Linked DNA regions of Capra hircus: region 1 is linked to region 2. The links are chromatin contacts, called in public Hi-C maps. All regions are on one chromosome and are shown on one strand. Each heading gives the region's core, a stretch centred on a gene start, on an enhancer-like site or on the middle of the called end of the contact. The rest is flanking DNA. Distances are from core to core; before and after follow the strand shown. Region 1 overlaps TNFRSF8 (tumor necrosis factor receptor superfamily member 8). Region 2 overlaps VPS13D (vacuolar protein sorting-associated protein 13D).

Region 1 (6,702 bases), core at 4,081-6,580, 130 kb before region 2:
ATATGCTATCTAGTTTGATCATAACCTTCCTTCCAAGGAGTAAGTGTCTTTTAATTTCATGGCTACAGTCACCATCTGCAGTGATTTTGGAGCCCCAAAAAATAAAGTCTGACCCTGTTTCCACTGTTTCCCCATCTATTTCCCATGAAGTGATGGGACCAGATGCCATGATCTTAGTTTTCTGAATGTTGAGCTTCAAGCCAACTTTTTCACACTCCTCTTTCACTTTCATCAAGAGGCTCTTTAGTTCTTTACTTTCTGCCATAAAGGTGGTGTCATCTGCATATTTGAGGTTACTGATATTTCTCCCGGAAATCTTGATTCCAGCTTGTGCTTCATCTACCCCAGCATTTCTCATGATGTACTCTGCATAGAAGTTAAATAAGCAGGGTGACAATATACAGCCTTGACATACTCCTTTTCCTATTTGGAACCAGTCTGTTGTTCCATGTCCAGTTCTAACTGTTGCTTCCTGACCTGCGTATAGGTTTCTCAGGAGGCAGGTCCTCAGGACCCTACTAATCCAAGAAGAAAATTAATCCTGGCCTTACTTTCTCTTCAAAATATTAAAATCAGGAAAAATCTGAGAGGCATAACGAGAGCTTTTTATAAGAGAAGCATGGGCAGGTGGGAGGTTTTCTTTGTATCACTTAAGGAAAGGGGTGCCCCCCCACCCCACCAGGAACATGGGAGTGGAGAGGGTTAGTAGCCGGGCTGGACCTACTTCAAATGTGGGCCATTTCCTTCTGCCCTAGTGAAACAGTTAATCATAAACTTGTAAGAAAATGCTCAGTCACCAGTAGGAGGCAGTGCGGTCCTATGAAAAGTGCTCCAGGCTGGGACTCGGGAGCCCTGATTTCTGGTTGGAGCTCTGGCTCTGTCTTTCTCTCTGTCTGTGAGAAGGGGTGGCTGGGTCAGATCAGAAGTGACTGTGCTTGAACTGGTCCTCAAAGGCATTCTGTCAGCACAGTGACACAGCCTTCCCCTTCCTAGGTACTCAAGTGAAGTGAAATTATGTTTTTGCAAAAGCTTGTACACAAATACTCATAGCTACCCAGGTGGTGCTGGTGGTAAAAAACCCGCCTGCCGATGCAGGAAGCTTGAGAGATGTGGGTTCGATCCCTGGGTCAGGAAGATCCCCTGCAGAAGGGAATGGCAATCCACTCCAGTATTCTGGCCTGGAAATTACTTTCTGTTACTCTAGATTAACTTTTCGGGGATATTTCCATAAGATGTATTCTTCTGTGTCTGGCTTCTTTCACTGAGCTTTTGAAGTTCATCCATGCTGTAGCTGTTTTAATACGCTTAGTCACTCTGTGGTGTCTGACTCTTTGCCACCCCATGGACTATAGCTTGCCAGACTCCTCTGTCCATGGGATTCTCTAGGGAAGAATACTGGAGTGGGTAGTCACTCTCTTCTCCAGGGGATCTTCCCGACCTAGAGATCGAACCTGGGTCTCCTGCATTGCAGGCAGATTCTTCACCGTCCGAGCTACCAGGGAAGCTCCCAGCTGTGTTAGTACTTCATTTCTTTTATTGCCATACAGTATTCCAGCATTCAGAGATACTACATTTTATCATCGGATGGGCACTGGGGTCATCGCTGCTTCTTTGATGACTCCATCTCCTCCTTCCCATCTCCGGGGTTTCCCCACCTTTTGTTTCCTCTGCTTAGAAACTCCCGCTCCCACTCACATGCTAACACCTCCCTCCTCATCTCCCTAGTGAGATGAGATCAAGCCTGCCATTATAGGGACCCCCATCTGCCTTCATGTGACACCGAGTCTGTGAACCCCACCAGCTGGTTGGCCCCCAGGAGTGCAAATCTTTTCTGTTTTGCTCACAGCTCTGTCGCAATTCCCAGCACGCAGCAGGTGCTCAGTAAAGAGTTGTTGCTTGGAGGGAAGGGAGCAGAGAGGGAGGAAGCAAGGAGACAGCCAGGACACAGATGGGTCTGTCCGGCTGCCGTGTCCTTCCGGCCCCATGGTGCTGCCTCCCCGGAAGTCACCAGTCCTGATGCGTCAGACTCTTTGGCACTGATTTTTTTAAAATTTAACTTAAAAATTTGAAGCACAGTTGATTTACAAGATATTAAATATAGCTCCTTGCTATACAGTAGGTCCCTGTTATTTATCTCTTTTATATATAATAGTGTGTATATCTGTTAATCCCATTTCCCAGTTTATCCCTCCCTCCCTGCTTTTCCCTTTGGTAACCATCCTTGCCACTGTTTCTTTTTATTTATTTATTTATTTATAAATTAAAGGATACTTGTTTTACATAATTTTGTTGATTCTGTCAAGCCTCAACATGAATCAGCCATAGGGATACATATGTCCCCTCCCTCTTTTTTTTTTAATTTTATTTTTTTACTTTACAATACTGTATTGGTTTTGCCATACATTGACATGAATCCACCACAGGTGTACATGAGTTCCCAACCCTGAACCCCACTCCCACCACCCTCCCCATATCATCTCTCTGGGTCATCCCAGGGCACCAGCCCCAAGCATCCTGTCTTGCCACTCTTTCTAACCCACTCCCTGCAGGTATGGCTGAGACAGGCACCACCTATGAGCCACCTGGACTGGGGAGCCCTCCTGACTGCAACACCAGCCCAGAGGACCGTGGGGCGCCTACCAGGTGACTCCTTGGGCCTCTCTCTTCACCGGCCCTGCCTGGGGGTGGGGGCAGCCGGCTAGGGATGGCAGTGGAGCTTGGGCTTGATCCCTAGGCCAAGCCCGCAGGTCATTTTGGAGAATGTGAGTCTATGTCTGTGCTGGCACCGTGGAAGGCCAGAAGGCCTAGAAACCCAGGCCCTGCCCTCGAAGTGCCTGGCGGAGACTGTTGGCAGAGGAGCTGGGGTCGCAGACCTCTGTTTCCATCTCAGTCATCTGTCTTACCTCTGGCCTCTCTCTCTGCAGCCCCACCCCCTCCTTGGTCTCCCTGGCTGACTCCCTGACCGGTAAGGAGCATGAAGCGGGTGTCACCCACACCTGGGAGGACACCCTGGTCTCAACCAGTGCTCCCATCTCCTTCTCCTCCACGGGAAAGCCGGCTCTGGTTTCAGGTAATGATCACCCCCACGAAGCAGGGCCTTCCTCCCTGGGGACCACAAGGAGGGAGGCTTCTCAATGGGCAACAGCATCACTTGGTGGGGAGGAAGAGTGGGGCTTGGGAAGTCCTGGGAACAAAGTTGACCCCAGGTCTTCGGCTTCTTGATCTGGAGCTGTGGCTCTGTCACTTGCTAGAGATGATTCCTTGATTCTTCTGAGCAGGGATTTTATTCTCAGCTTCTTCTCCATGGCCCATAATTGCTACTCACGAAATATTTGGCAACTAATCTCATGACCTTGACTGGGCTTCCCTGGTGGCTCAGTGGTAAAGAATCTGCCTGCAGTGCAGGAGATGCGGGTTCAATCCTTGGGTCAGGAAGATGCCCTGGAAAAGGAAATGGCAACCCACTCCAGTATTCTTGCCTGGAAAATTCCATGGACAGAAGAACCTGGTGGGCTACATACAGTCCATGGGGTCACAAGAGTCGGACACGACTGTGTGACCAAACTACCACTACCTCATGATCTTGACTAGTTTCTTACTTACTTTGGGCTTCAGCTTTCTCACCTTTTAACGTTGTAACAGCGTGTACCTCAAAGGGCAGTAAGCAAAGAATGATATACCCGGGCATTACCGGCTCCCGGCGTGCGATTTTAAGGACTTGCAGTTCTAGTGTTGGACACTAGGCGGCGATAGTGCTCAGCCAGCCCTCTGAGAGGTCCTGGATTTGGCAGTTTAACAACTTGTTAGAAAAGCAAATTACCAGCCTCCCCCAGCCAACTGAATCAGACTCTGCATTTTAACATGGTCCCCAGAAGATTCATAGCCACAGGAATGTCTGAGAAGCACTTATCTGGTACGTGTTGTTATTGTTCGTTCGGTAAGTCATTCTTGCTGCTGCTGCTGCTAAGTCGCTTCAGTCGTGTTCAAATCTGTGTGACCCCATAGACGGCAGCCCACCAGGCTCCCCCGTCCCTGGGATTCTCCAGGCAAGAACACTGGAGTGAGTTGCCATTTCCTTCTCCAATGCATGCAAGTGAAAAGTGAAAGTGAAGTCTCTCAGTCATGTCCGACTCTCAGCGACCCCATGCAGGCAAGAATCCTGGAGTGGGTAGCCATTTCCTTCTCCTTCCCCGACCCAGGGAGAGAATCAGCGTCTCCTCCATTGGCAGGTGGATTCCTTACCACTGAGCCACCAGGGAAGCTATTGGGTACATGCTACTTTTTCAGCACCTAAACATGGATTTTAAAAAATAATAACTATATGTTGATTTTCATAAGTGACAAAGGGGCCAAAAAAAAAAAAAAAAAGAGGCAAGTTAAGTACTAAGAGATAATGAAATATATCCAGATAGTGGTTAACAGTGTGGGCTCTAGAGTTGTGCTGGCCTGGCCTGAGCTATAATTTCTACCCTCTGGGTGACCTTGGGCCTGTTAATCTTTGCAAACATCAGCTTCCCTCCATTGTAAAATGGAGATGGTCATGGTGCCCATGGCATAGGGCTTTTGACTCCTCATTCAAGAAGCACTTGCTGAGTGTGCTTATGTGTGGAGTAGATGTTGTGCCTGCCCTTGTGGAGTTTCCAGTCTAGAGGAGGGGCCGGGAGTTGTGCCAGACTCCTAACTTCACCCTCTTGATTGCTCTGTCTGCCAGCCGCCCGGGACTGGGCATCACGCTTGCCTTCCTCCCCAGTCCCCTGAGCTCATCCTATTGGACCTCAATTCCCTCTTCATTCTGCCTCCTTGACCTCTCTGTTTCTCCCCCTTTAGCAATGGTTTGTGCATCCTTCAACTCTTCAGCTCCCCATGGGCTTCCCAGAGCCAGGCGAGAAAGGACAGGTGGGTGAGGGCTGGACCAGATAGCTATAGACAGGGTCTGGGTTTCTCTTCTGGCTTGGGAAAGGACCAGGTCCTGTCAGCAACAGTGGAGTCTGTGTCCAGAAGGAGGAAGCAGTCTGGGGTGAGGGCTGTGCTGTGTGGTTGCTGTAGGGCCCCTGGCCCCATGCCAGGATGTCAGGGTGAGAATGCAGGGCACCCCTGTGTTTCAGGACCTGTGCTCTTCTGGGTGATTCTGATACTGGCGGTGGTCGTCAGCTTCAGCTCCTTCGTCCTGTGCCACCAGAGGGCCTGCAGGAAGTGGATTGGACAGAGTAAGTGCATGTATCCTTGGGGCCCTGGGAGGGCAGGGTGCCCTGTGCTGGCCCGGCCTGGGTCCTTTTCCCATCCTGCCCGCTGAGACTCTTTGAGGCTGGCACCCCAGTCCTCCTGCTGCTGTCATTTCAGAGCTGCATCTGTGCTACCCAGTCCAGACCTTCCGGCCCACGCTGGAGCCTGTGGGTGAGTGTCCAGGGGTCCAAAAGGGCTGGGTGCGGCTACACCGCAGCTCTGCACGGTGGGCCAGAACTCCCTTGGGGCTCCCTCTGTGTGGGGGGGTTCCCACAAGCTGCTCCTCCTTTCTGTGCAACCTCGTATGTGATGGGAATATAATGTGGGTGGAAACTGTGACATGTTCCCTTCTGCGTCGGATGCGGTCTGGGCCCGAAGCTTCAAAAATTCACCTTGTCCTTAATTCTCTCCTCGGCCGTGCCCTCAGGAGAGGCCTTCCCTTCCCCTCTTCTCTCTGTCCCTCCTTCCCAGTCTCCTTGTCATTTCCCCCACCCCCTTCCCTCCTGCTGGTGCCCAGGGTGTAAGGGTTGGGGTGGGGGGAGCAGGCTAACAGGGCTACAGTCCTGATTCCGCACTATGAGCTACATGACTTTGGGTGAATCACTTAATTCCTTTGTGTCTCAGTTTCCTCATCTGTACCAAGTCACTCAGTCGTGTCCGACTGTGATCCTATGGACTGCCAGGCTCCCTGTCCATAGGATTCATACCCTCCCTCCAGGAGATCTTCCTGACCCAGGGATCGAACCCATGTCTCTTCTGTCTCCTGCATTGGCAGCTGGGTTCTTTAGCACTAGCGCTGCCTTGGAGATGGGGTCTAATTCAGAGAGTGGGTGTGTGGGTCCGTTGTGTTGGGGCCCTTAAGCGCTGTGTGCAGAGCCTGCGCGCAGTCAGCATTTGCAGGTTGTGGCTGCTGTTTGCTGACAGCTCCCCTGTGTCTGGGGCCTTTTTTCTCACCAGGAGTCCAGGCCTTCCTGAGTTCTCAGTTGATCTGAACTTTTCTCTCTGATCCCTGGCCAGCCTCCAGACCACCTCTTCCAGGCAGCCTTCCATGCCTCACCCATCCAGGCAGCAGACTCAGCTCTCACCTGGCAGGGGACAAGAGGGGGGACCCCAGCCATTGTGTGCCAAGTATTTCTTCTCCCCTGCACGATATCTTTCAAGGCAGGACAAGGTCCTCCTCAACATGCCACAAGCATTGTTTGAGCACCTACTGTGTATGAGCCCTGACCACAGGGGAAGGAGCAAACACAAACGGTTTGAGCTTCCTTTCTGGTTTCAAGGCAGGGTCCTATGATGGTCTCACAGACCCAGAAGCTCCATGGGAAATGGGTGATGCTCTTCATTTCATAATGAAGAGACGAGACCCAGGGCCACACTGTCTGTAGTTGCCATGGCCAGACTCAGGAACTGGTCCTGGAGCCGGCAGGTCTCATTGGCAGAGGTCTCAGTCCTTTATCCTCTTCCTCACCCCCCCACCCC
Region 2 (5,925 bases), core at 1,866-4,365:
GATGTCATGGGTCATTCAGACCAATTGAGTAATGTACTATTGTTGGTTTATCCATCGAGGATGTAGTAGATTAGCTTTCCCCACAGGTTGAAGTTAGCCTAATATTATTTGAATTTGAAGCATAAAGTGATGGCCGACAAGAGATGTCTAGAATGGGAGTAGTGTGCTGTGGATCGCCTTGGGTTGATAGCATTTTCATTGCTTTTGCTGTAAGTAACTAGATGGCTATGAAATGTTTCAGCTGCCGAGAGTGGTGGTATTTCGCTTTGAATGCCAACCTGCATGAGATCCGGGAGCAGAGGAAGCGCTGCACATGGGGCTTCTTGTTGGGCCGGGCCCGTGACGCCGTGTCTTATACCGACAAGTACTTCACCACGTTGAGAGGAGGCTTGCTGTCTGCAGATGACAAGGTAAGGGGTGTTGTCTCACGTTTCTCGTCTCCACTCAGAGGGTAAGAATGTCTCTTCAAGACTGAAGAAAATGGAGTCTGTGAAGAAATAAAAGTCTTTGTTTGGGATGGTAGTTTTTTAGGATAAAGTTGGCCTTACTAGGGTGAGAGCTACTTAGAAGGCTGGGTTTTGCCTCTGCAGGAAGCTTTCTCCATCTTCTGTTGTTAGAGGGGAGCTGGCCCGTGGGCTGGGAGGAAGGAAAAGGGGCCATGGTCCCGCCAGGTCTCCTGGCTCTCTGTGCAAGGCCCAGAGAGACTCTGCATCTAGTCACTTGTGTCAAACACCTGATCCTAACTCTTTTCTTCACATTTTTCCTAATCGCGACTGACTCGATGGACTCTGGAGTTTTAGGGGTAGAGCCTAGGCCGAGGGTGTGCAGCAAGGGGAAGGCCAGCTCCAGTTTCAGTACCTGCAGGACCAGAGACCTGCAGGAAGCTCCACACCTGGAGCTTCCTCTAGTTCCAGTCTGTCTCCTCTGTCTCCTCAGGAAGGGCAGTGGGGAGTGTTTTCCTCCTTGATTTGTTTCGGTTTTGCGAGCATCAGTTTTTGTAATAGCAGTTTAGACTAATTTTGGCCTGGGGATTGTCTGAATTAACTCTCTTTAGTAAACATTTCTAAGTGTCCCTTTAGCACCTGTCTTTGGAGAAGGCAATGGCACCCCACTCCGTACTCTTGCCTGGCAAATCCCACGGGCGGAGGACCCCGGTAGGCTGCAGTCCTAAGGTCGCTAAGAGTCAGACACGACTGAGCGACTTCACTTTCAATTTTCACTTTCATGCATTGGAGAAGGAAATGGCAATCCACTCCAGTGTTCTTGCCTGGAGAATCCCAGGGACGGGGGAGCCTGGTGGGCTGCCGTCTCTGGGGTCGCACAGAGTCGGACATGACTGAAGCGACTTAGCAGCAGCAGCAGCACCTGTCTTAGCTTGGGCTGCTATAACAACATTCCACAGGGTGGGGCGCTTTAAATGGATGCTTACTTCTCACAGTTCTGGAGGCTGAAATTCCATGATCGAGGTGCCAGTAGATTTGGTTCTTGGGGAAGACCATCTTCCTGGTTTATGGGCAGCTGCCTTCTCCCTGTGTGTTTACCTGGCCTTTCTTGGGCAGAGAGAGAGCTGTTTGTCTTTCCCTTCCTACAAGGGAACTAGTCCCATAATGATGGTCCTGTCCTCATCACCTCATCTAAACCTGTTCACCTCCCATGGGCTCCACTTTCAGATCCTGTCACGTTGAGGATTAAGGCCTCGACATGCACATATTGGGGGAACACATTCATCCTGTGAGAGCACCCCATTGTGGTAACCAGTGGCAATGGTGCATCCTTGGGTGTTCTCACCTATCTTGCCAGCACCCTGAGGTATAACCCACTCTGCTAGTGCTTCTTTCATGAGTGTCAGGCGTGGTTACTGACATAGAAGCCTTAATAAAAGGATGGAATAAACCAGACCTTTTGTTTCAGATAGTTTTCTTAAAGGCATAGGGAAAGACATGGAGCAAGGGAAAATCTGAATTACAACTGAGGTGAACAAGTAAACATGTATAATCCCCTTTTCCTTAGTGGCAGGGTGTAAGGCTTCCCTGGTGGCTCCAATGGTAGAGAATCCACGTGCAGTACAGAAGACCCAGGTTCCATCCCTGGGTTGGGACGATCCGCTGGAGCAGGGAATGACAACCCACTCCAGTCAGTATTCTTGCCGGGAGAATCCCATAGACAGAGGGGCCTGGTGGGCTATAGTCCATAGGGACGCAGAGTCCGACACCACTAAGCGACTAACAACTTTCACTTTCAAGAAACAGCTTAGGAGAGCTGACTCTACTTTCCTCCACATCTTTGTGTGTCGCTGGCCACTGTTGTTCTTTCCTAATTAGCATGAAACGAATGAAAACGACCACTTCCTTGCTAATGTCCCACATGAAACATAAAGAAGCTGGAGGCCTGCACACTTGCTCTGTAAACTAGGTCCTTAGTTTCCTCCTCTGACTCGGGAAGGTTAACAACCAGCCACCAGCTTGAATCAGTTGAGGTAACACCATGTTAAGCACTTTGTAAACTGCCTTTGCAGAGCAAAGATGGGCTAGTCCAGCAACACTTGTCCTTCATGTACCTGTTAACAACTCAATACCACTCTGCTCTCTCTGCACTTCCCGTTAGTCTCAGAGTACAGGTAGGGTCTACCGGGGTTATACGGAAAAGCTGTTTGAACCAGAAGCTTAGCAGTTATGGAACTCACTGTTTATCTTCATGGTTTCTGGGCCTTGGAAGCATTGGAAACATTGGGGGCCAGGTGGGTTCCTTTAGTACTGGATGGGTTCATGATGGTGTCCACTTTCTCTGCAGCCCTGACACCTGTTTTCTTCACCCGAACAGGAGGAAATGTATCGGATTGAAGAGGAGCAGAGCTTTGAGGAACTGAAGATTTTGCGTGAACTGGTGCATGAACGGTTTCACAAGCAGGAAGAACTGGCAGAGGTAGGAGACCCTGTGTCACACGCAGCGTGCTGAGTGCTTCTGGGGGCACAGAGAGCGAGGAGTGGCACCTCATGCCCTGTCTCTTTGGTCCTCATGTGTGCTCATTTCTGATTGACACAGAGCCTACGGGAGCCTCAGCTGGATCCTCTGGGAGACTCTCCTGGAGACCCAGGCCCCAGGGGAGGCAGCGGGATGCTGCAGTACCTTCAGTCCTGGTTTCCCGGCTGGGGTGGCTGGTATGGGCAGCAGAGCCCTGAAGGGAAGCCAGTGGAGGGCCTGATGGCGGAGCCGCAGGAGCAGTGGACTCCGGAGGAGATCCTGGGTAAGGCGGGAGCTGGCTTTCATGTGTCCTTCTTGATTACAGTGAAGGGAGACACTTGGTTCATGGTTCACCTATTATTTGGGAAACTGGCCCATGGTATATTTCAAATTAAAAAATAAAAGGTAGACATTTGTAACAGTTTATCTCATGTTTATAGAGGCAGAGAGAGGTTTTTTAAAAAATAATTTTCTTTATTTATATTTGGCTGTGCTGAACCTTTGTTGCTGTGTGGGCTTTTCTCTAGTTTCGGCTCGTGGGCTTCAGTAGTTGTGGCACGTGGGCCCGGTAGTTCCAGTTCCTGGGCTCTAGAGCACAGGCTCAGTAGTTGTGGCCCATGGGCTTAGTTGCTCTGCAGCATGTGGGATCGTCCCAGACCAGGGATCAAGCCTGTGTCTCTTGCATTGGCAGGCAGATTCTTTACTACTGGACCTCAGCGAAGCCTGAGAGTAGGTTTTAAGAGATACTTCGTTTACAACTCCATTACTGAATTTGAATATTTACATGGTTTCAAACAGATCTGAGTGGCAGTGATTGTGAAGAGAATCTGATCCAGTAAAAAAAGTTTGAAACCCTGAGGGCTTGAATACCAGTCCAGAGTCACCCTTTAGACCCAGGCTGTCCAGTATGGTAGCCGCAGTCACAAATGGCTATTTAAATTTATTCAGATAAAATAAAAAATTCACTTCTCAGTTGGCTAGCCACATGAGCCACAGTGCTCAGAGCCTCTTGTGGGTAGTGGCCACCACGTGGACAGTGCAGTGTATGGAGCATTGCGCCGTGCTGGGCATTGCTGCCTTACGCTGTAGTTTGCCATGCATTTGGCATTGCCCCTCATTTGACAGTAAGGTGATCAGAGCCCTTATAAGGCGGTTAGAGTCGTTTCATGTTAGTGAATAAAAGTCACCCATGACTTTGGAGTTCTTTCCTAAAAGGGAGATGTAATGTCATATCATTGAGACTGCCATCAGTGCTTTTAAACTTTCCCATGTGTTTTCTTAAAGCCTCTTCTTCCTCATGTTCAGGCTCCGAGGAGTTTTTTGACCCTACTGCGGATGCCTCTTGTATGAACACGTACACAAAGCGAGACCACGTCTTTGCGAAACTGAACTTGCAGCTGCAGCGAGGGACTGTGACTCTGCTGCACCAGGAGCAAGGGGCTCCCCAGATGAACCAGAGTGCTTTCATGCAGCTTGAGTTTTCAGGTGCTGCCCCCAAGATGCTTCCTGATGCTCTCTATCTCCCCAGGCACCAGTGTCCACTTGAGTCTCGGTATTTGTGGTAGTTCTGTTGTAGAAAGTTGCCATGGGTACTGAGTCATGGCCCCTGGGGGAGCACAAGGTTAGGTTGTCTGTAAGCATTTGGTGATGACATTCATCAGTGGATCAATACATAATGTTGTTCTGTGTGTGTGTGTGTTTGATGACACCTTATTTAATACATGTTGTTGATTTGTTAATGGATCTCGTGGCCAGCGACACTGACACTGTGACTGATGTCTGAGTGAAGGTTATCTACTACATGTATTTCCTCTGTAAGACACAGTGCTCCTGCACTGTGCTTGGGGGCCCTTTTAAACAGTGAAATCACTAAAACAAAAAGCACAAAAATGCCAAAAATTGCCACTAATTAGGTCATGATAAGGGCACTGGTATGAGCTGAAACAAGAAGGCAGAGTGTTGCCTTGTTCAACTTTAGCTGGAAACACGCACTTCAGGTGACTTGAATTTTTTGCTGCTCTGCACATGTCTGCAGAGCACTGTGAATGTATTATTTTTGGGGTTACAGTAAATTTTAGTGAGTAGGTAAATTCGCAAATATGGAATCTGCAAATAATGAAAAATTTTTGACTTCTTTTTGTGGATTTGAATTGAAAGTACGTAAATAAATGGCCCAGATGTTAGTTATGTCTTCTCACAAATAGATTTATTGTAGTTCATAAAATAGGCACTTATCTGAGGTCTGTGAGTAGTTTAAAGGCAAGTGACCAAAAAAAAAAGCCAGTTTTTGACTGGCTTTGACTTTGTAATCTTGAGAGCTGAGAAGTCATAAACTTAGTGTGAACTAGCAGATTGTTTGAACTAAATTAAGAAGTGCTCTGTTTAAAATTCATTGTGTTGGAAAGCTTCTGATATTCCTTACAAATTTATGTCAGTGGACAGGAAAGCCTGGCATGCTGCAGTCCATGGGGTCGCAGAGTCAGACACGACTGAGCAACTGAACTGAACAAAAGTAGACATATAGATATGTAGATAGGGTTATTTTGTTCCAATTCGAAGGAGAAATAGTTCATTATATCTGATAGTTCACTATAAAATATTATATCTAATACTTTGAAAATACTTCAGGCTATGATGGCATATATCAGCTCTTAACATTTATCTTCTGTAGGTGTAAAACTTCTAGCAGAATCTCTTCCTCGAAGAAACTCCTCCTTGCTCTTAGTCCGGTTGGGTGGACTCTTTCTGCAAGACCTGGCTACGGAAGGAACCATGTTTCCTCTTCTGGTCTTCCCTAATCCAGTACGTATAGCTGTATGATTCATCCAGGGTGTTGGTGAATTGCCATCTGTTTTAGGCAAGCGATTAGTAGTATTAACTTGATTTGTTCTGATATTTGATCATTTTGAGAGAGACACGCTGATCAGAATATAACTAGAGTTAGATAAGTTTTTTGATTTTGTT

The links. Hi-C and Micro-C count contacts between places; a contact is called where the count stands out from the background.
Region 1: a Hi-C map of liver shows a contact between it and region 2, with 2.6 times the contacts expected there. The contact joins two enhancer-like sites. A contact is called at or near these places in 3 of 5 Hi-C or Micro-C datasets (blood and liver).

Annotation. Positions count from the first base shown.
Region 1 is chr16:40,065,114-40,071,815 of ARS1.2, reverse strand. It overlaps TNFRSF8 (tumor necrosis factor receptor superfamily member 8), which reads left to right. Exons shown (of 13, transcript XM_018059943.1): 7 at 2,550-2,643; 8 at 2,925-3,070; 9 at 5,106-5,207; 10 at 5,341-5,394. Among named protein-coding and RNA genes, the nearest start is that of TNFRSF8, 28 kb to the left of the region's middle. Within about 2 kb of position 5,330, at least 2 of the 5 cell types and tissues checked have an H3K27ac peak or open chromatin away from gene starts, as enhancers often do.
Region 2 is chr16:39,930,046-39,935,970 of ARS1.2, reverse strand. It overlaps VPS13D (vacuolar protein sorting-associated protein 13D), which reads left to right. Exons shown (of 69, transcript XM_018060322.1): 10 at 242-410; 11 at 2,821-2,922; 12 at 3,043-3,244; 13 at 4,267-4,446; 14 at 5,633-5,763. Among named protein-coding and RNA genes, the nearest start is that of VPS13D, 28 kb to the left of the region's middle. Within about 2 kb of position 3,115, at least 1 of the 5 cell types and tissues checked has an H3K27ac peak or open chromatin away from gene starts, as enhancers often do.